Linked DNA regions of Zea mays: region 1 is linked to region 2. Evidence: chromatin contacts called from public Hi-C data. All regions are on one chromosome and are shown on one strand. Each heading gives the region's core, a stretch centred on a gene start, on an enhancer-like site or on the middle of the called end of the contact. The rest is flanking DNA. Distances are from core to core; before and after follow the strand shown.

Evidence for each region. Hi-C and Micro-C count contacts between places; a contact is called where the count stands out from the background.
Region 1: a Hi-C map of leaf shows a contact between it and region 2, with 7 times the contacts expected there. The contact joins the promoter of LOC100193043 here to the promoter of LOC103646427 in region 2. A contact is called at or near these places in 2 of 25 Hi-C or Micro-C datasets (ear and leaf).

Annotation. Positions count from the first base shown.
Region 1 is chr2:50,611,811-50,614,785 of Zm-B73-REFERENCE-NAM-5.0, forward strand. LOC100193043 reads left to right here and starts at 1,643. Exons shown (of 5, transcript NM_001357854.2): 1 at 1,643-2,165; 2 at 2,409-2,726; 3 at 2,819-2,975. The coding sequence starts at 1,995. LOC103646429 reads left to right here. Exons shown (of 7, transcript XM_008671166.4): 6 at 1-704; 7 at 837-1,230. The coding sequence ends at 1,034.
Region 2 is chr2:50,330,156-50,333,297 of Zm-B73-REFERENCE-NAM-5.0, forward strand. It overlaps LOC103646427, which reads right to left and starts at 1,684. Exons shown (of 6, transcript XM_020548296.3): 1 at 1,176-1,684; 2 at 1-224. The coding sequence starts at 1,355.

The sequences.
Region 1 (2,975 bases), core at 393-2,892, 280 kb after region 2:
ACCCTCATCTAGTGACACTGGTTGGGGCGTGCCCGGAAGCGCTGTGCCTCGTTTATGAATACCTGCCAAACGGGAGCCTTCACGACCGCCTCTTCAGCAGACGCAGCAGCCGTCACTTGCCGTGGAGAATTCGTGCACGCATCGTCGCCGAGATCTCAGACGCGCTGCTGTTCTTGCATTCCTGTAAGCCTCAGACGATCGTACACGGCAACTTGAAACTCGAGAACATCCTTCTAGATACCGAATGCCATTGCAAGATAGCCGATTTCGGTATCTCTCGGCTATTCACAGGCGACGTGAAGGATTACCCGTCGGGGGGTTCTGAGCCTCCGGAAGGGTCTTTTCCCTACGCAGATCCGGAGTACATGAGAAGCAAAGTGTTGACACCCAAGTCTGACGTATACTGCTTCGGAACCGTGATACTCCAGCTACTGACCGGAAGACAGGAGCCTGCACGGCGGCTTGCTGGTGAAGTAAGGTGTGCCATGGCTTGTGGCAAGCTATCGTCAATTCTCGACCCTGCTGCTGGGCATTGGCCTATGGAGGTGGCCGGAAGGCTAGCGGAACTGGGCCTGAGGTGCAGTGAGGACAGAAGCCGGGATCGCCCAGACCTGACTGCTGAGACCGTACGAGAGCTGGAACAGCTACACTTGACGAGGGAGGAGGAACAAGCACCCTCCTCTTTCCTGTGCCCGATTATGCAGGCAAGTACCATCGTCTTGCACCATTGTTAACTAGGGAAACGGGTATGGGGGTTGGATCGATGTGAATTGTGATGATGACAAGAAACTCGGTGCGTTTCTTTTATTCTTTCCCTCTTCTGTTTTGGCTTGCAGGAGATAATGCATGATCCTCAGGTGTGCGCTGCTGATGGGGTGACCTACGAAGGGCGGGCGATCCGTGAGCGGATGGAGTTGGAGACTGGGCAGGGGACAGCGCCTCTGAACAACCTGAAACTGGAGCATCTCAGTCTCACACCTAACCACGCCCTTCGGTTCGCTATCCAGGATTGGCTTCGTCGCTCTCGCCGATGAAACTTTTTGCCTGGCGTTTCTTTTGGGTTTTCGACCTGTACAGATTTCACGTGTAAAGGGGTATAGCATATCTGCATATGAATAATTTGAATAGCTGTTCTAAGGTTTTGTCTGTACTTCATGAAATGTATCAGGATGCATGTACGCGGCAATGCAGCTTCAGGATCGATCGCATAAATCTTAAAATAATACTGTCTATGCCATGTCCAACCATCTCTCTAATCTCATCTTTTATTTTAAAATTTCTCTCTATAAATAATACTGTCTATGCCATGTGTTGGATGTGGCTACAGTGGACAAATGTTACAAACTCATAAAGTCCACATGAGAAACTGGGAACTCAGAGATAAGATGTTACACTGTAAGGTCTACAACTCTACATGGAGAGGTATATGGTAGGGAAAAATGTGAAGTGGAAGTTAGTTATTTTTGTGTTATGGCTGTGTTTTCTGAAAATGATAATTAGTGACGTGGTAGTTAGCTATGGATTTAAAAAAACGAAGGAATTCCAAAAGTGATTTAAAACAAGGAATAATTGGATCTATACCATTAAAAGATCCAATCTTTAGATATATACCATGGACCCCACATGTCATTGACTCATGTGGACCCACATGTAAGTGAGATAGTAATGGTATGGATCCAAAGTGGTGATCTTTTAATGGTATGGATCCAAATTTCCCTTAAAACAAACAACACAGTTTCCCGAATCATTGTTTTGGGCCTTGGTGGGCTCTCTACTTTCTGCCTTCCGGCGGTTTCCTTTCATCCTCGTGTTGACCTAGCCAATTTCTTCGACCGAACGAAAACACAGCCGTCGTCGCCGTCCCGCCCGCCCACGGCCGCCGCCGCCGCCAGCTGCCGTTTCCCAAAAGCGAGCGAACGGCAAACCAAATAAAAACTCCTCGAACTACCGGCTTCTACTAAAACCCTCGACGTCGGCAGCGCGGCGTCGGCGAGATGAAGAACCTGCGCCTTGTGACGAGGCTCCCGCAGCAGCTCCAGCTCCAGATAGACGGCGAAACCCTCGTCGCCTCCGCCATCGACGCAGAGAGCCGCCGCGCTTTCTTCGCTTCCTCCGCCAACTTCATCTACACCGTCTCACTGCCCTCGTCCTCCACCCAGGAACAGGTCTCCAATTCCACCCCATCCCCTGCTGATCAAGACGAGTTTTTTTTTCCTTGCTTCTTTGTTTCTTTCACTGTGTCTACGCTAGAAAGCCAGCAAGCAACACTTACTAAAATATTGCTGTATTCTTGTATAGCCAATGGTTTAATTTTTTCAGTCCAGGAAAAAAAGTTCGCTATGCCAACAACTTCATCTTGTAGCTTTCCAGGTTGTGCTGACTATCTTGCTTTCGTACCACTTCTGCAGCAACTACTGCAATGGAGCAAAACTGCTACTCAACACTCTGACATGGAGGAGGTTGTTCTTGATCCTGGAGATCGCATTGTTGCCATGGATTATCTTATGGAGAGGGAGTCTCTACTCCTTGGGTCGTCAGATGGTTGTCTTCTCTTATATAACGTGGAGGAGAAAACAACTGAAGTTGTCGGAAGACTGGAAGGTGGTGTCAACACCATTGCCTCTAGCCCCGATGGGGCCCTTCTCTCTGTCACCACTGGACTCGGCCAACTGCTTGTCATCACACAGGACTGGGAAGTGCTGTTTGAGACTTCACTTGACCCTCAAGTATGTTTAATATACTAAAGTCTTACTGAATATACACGTTCTTTTTGTGTGTGTTTGTGTTCTCTCCCAATTCTAAACATCCTTCTTCTCAGGACGAGACCATTGACAACACAGACAGTACCGGTGGTCAGAGTCGAAGTGCAATTTCTTGGCGAGGGGATGGGAAGTATTTCGCTACACTTGTAGCCCCTGAGAGCTTTTCTAGCCCTACAAAACTTAATGTCTGGGAACGTGAATCGGGAAAACTGC
Region 2 (3,142 bases), core at 434-2,933:
TCCCTTTCCTTCTCAAACCTCATTTCCACATCATTCTTAGCAGCTTGTCTGAGTTCATCCAACTTGGCGAGTCGGTTCTGTGCCTTCGCCAAGAGGCTTAGCCTTTTCTGCTCAGCAGCCAGAAGCTTCGCTTCAAGGCGCTGCCCATGGTCTTCTTCTTGAGAGGACCACGACGGGCTCCGTGGCTTCTTCCTTGCTTTGCAGGCCAACCATTCACGGAATTGCTGAAAAACAACATTCGAAAAGTCAACAAGTTATCCTATACTGCAATCAGTCCAATTCGACTCCAATAGTTGTTTCCTATGACACTTTACTCCCAAAATGAATCAAACAAACAGTAAACACGACAACTCTCAAGAACCATTGGACTACGACAAGAACCATCGGACTACGAAAGACTACGAAAGTCCGTGAAGAGACGGGCTTAATTTTTTTAACTTAGGCCCCTAGAGACCCATCAAGAGACTCCTCATTAAACGGTTTAGAGCAAATTTAACAAAACATCGACTAGCAAATCACAATTCACATTAAGCAACAAAAAGCTCCAACCATGTTTTTGGTCACCAAATTTTGCAGAGGTACATGTGTGTCAAGTTACTTCTAAGCCAATCCACGCGGTCGGTGCTTGTGTTGCTCCAACCAATTTTTTTCCGGACAAGTCAACGTGGATGGTAAAACGAAACAACGGAGCAACCTTCAGGTGCTAGTTTTCTACAACTAAATCTTTCAGTAGTATTTTCTAAACCAGAGATCCTTTAACGGTGCTCATCCAATTTTCCCAAACCTTCCACAATCCACACACTCTGCAGTCTGCACCTCCCAATTCCTCGTTCCTACACCCTTACTTGCCAACAAATTCGCACATGAAAAGAGTAAAACAGGTTTTGTCTCGCCAAAAGGAACTCCAATTTGGAATTAATGGCCAATGAAATCGCAGGAGAAATCCAGAAAAAAAAAAAGAACAGCTTCAGAAACGGGCGGAGAACAACTACCCTGGCCTCGCCTCACCGCACCAGTAAAAAGCGATCAAGTAATTATCGTGACCGCTACGAATTATTTCGACTTCACAGTTCACGCCGAAGCAACCCAACTGGCAACTACGAGCAAGCAAGAAGCAACGTAAACCAAACTAGCACGCGGCGGGAAGAAGGAAACAGGACGAAAGGGACACGTACCTGCCTCCGGAGCTCGGCCTCCCTAAGCCTGGCCTCGATCTCCTCCACGCTCGCCGGCGCCCCACCGCCGCGCGCCCCCTCCACCAGCCTCCTCCTAATCCGCCGCGGCGGCGCCCTCGCCGCCGCTGGCCCTTCCTCCGCTGGTATCTCCATGGCCACCGGCTCCCGCGCCCCCGTCATCAAACCCTCCGATCAACCCAACTCGCGGGCGGAGAGACCGAGTCGAGCGGGTTTCCGCAAGCAACCGCGTGTTCCCTCGCCGCCCTTGCCTTTCCTCCGCTGCGGCTGCGGCGCGCTACTTTACTCTCCCTCTTCTACCTCCTTCCCGTTGCCTCGCAAGTACTTTGTTCCGTTAATGGATGATCGCGCGCCGCTCGATTCATATAGGGAGCGAGCTGCCGTGGGAAGCGGTTCGGGAATCTTGAAGGTGATCGGACGGCCGAGCTCAGTCGAAGATGGACGAGGGTGTTTTGGTAATTTGAGTGTTGTCACGGCGTTAGTGCCTTCCAGACGGTTCGGCAGTTGATCCCAGCGGGTGGGCCGGGCACTTTCTTTCCTCTCGGCCTGCGGGTTTGACCAAACTGCCCCTCCAGTGCCTTTCCAAGTCCGCGTCAGTGTGTCCGGTGCTGTCTGCTTCGTGATTTTTGTTTTTTTTTTCCTTCTTAGGAGGAACGTGTGGTTCCTCTCCACACGGAGGCTACTAGGCTAGCAACTAGCATATAGTGCGGCACAAGGAATTCATTTAGGATTACGTTTGTAATTAACTTAATCGATTTTGCTCATATGTATGTGTGCTTCTGCGCCTGTAACTCTGTCTGAATAAAAGGTTTGAAGAACAATGAATTTTAAGAAATGTGCTCAGTGCTACACTCTTTATTATGAGATGTTTTGATATTTTTAGATATATTTCTCTAACTGTATATCGAGATATGATGTATATCTAAGTATATAAAAAATCTGTGTCTAAAAAGATAAAAACTATTTTATAATTTAGAATGGATAGAGGACTAATATAACTTGAAAAAAACAGTGCCAAGCAAACCAAAAGTTGATATACATGCAGGCGACAAGTACTCCCTCAACCTTAAAAAAGAGTACAATTCTATATCTATATACATAATAGCTATACATATAATGTACATATATAATATTAAAGCGTAATTTATCATTCATCTATTCTGGCTCTTCGCTACTAATTATATGAAACAAAAACTATCTTTATTCGAGCGTCTACGATCCAGAGCGGCCAGCAAGGCTCATCGCGAAGTGCATTAAAACGGATTTTTATTTATATCACGGGAAACACTACGTTTTTCATGGCAGTGGCCGAACAAAAAAATAGATTAAAGGAAGAGCTACTAAAACAAAGCACGTTTAGCGAAGGAGGCAGTGGACACAGCACCTGTCTTGGGACAGTGGGCTGAGAGCAGGGACGGGGTGGTAAATTTAGAGGTCTTGTACTAAAATTCAAAAGAGGTCTTATTTTATAGAAAAATATAATCAAAATTATATAATTTATGTATTCTGAATTGTAAAAGGTTTACTAGATAACACTTATAACTCTTTATATTAAATCTATCTGTTTTTAAGAAATTATATTGTAATAGAATACATAAATAAACAAATGTATTGATAAATGTGTTTGAAGAGCAACAATCTAGTTGTTAATTGAGTTCAGCTTAGATGATATAATGTTAGTCTGTTCACTGATAAATATTGTTTAGGCTTACTGTTGAGCTAAGAAGTTTTTTAGGCCCCTCAGAATTTTGGGCCATGTGCAATCGCACTTGTCGATAAGGTCCGACCTTGGCTGAGGGTGAGTACCACTACGACATTTTTGCAGGCCTAGCATGCTGCAACATCCTGCCGCAATGCCACTTGTGCCTTATATTGGGTGTCTGCACGTTGATGGTTGTTGGAGATGCGTTGGTCGTGTGGGCTCGCTCGTGGTTGCGTTTTGTGTGGCA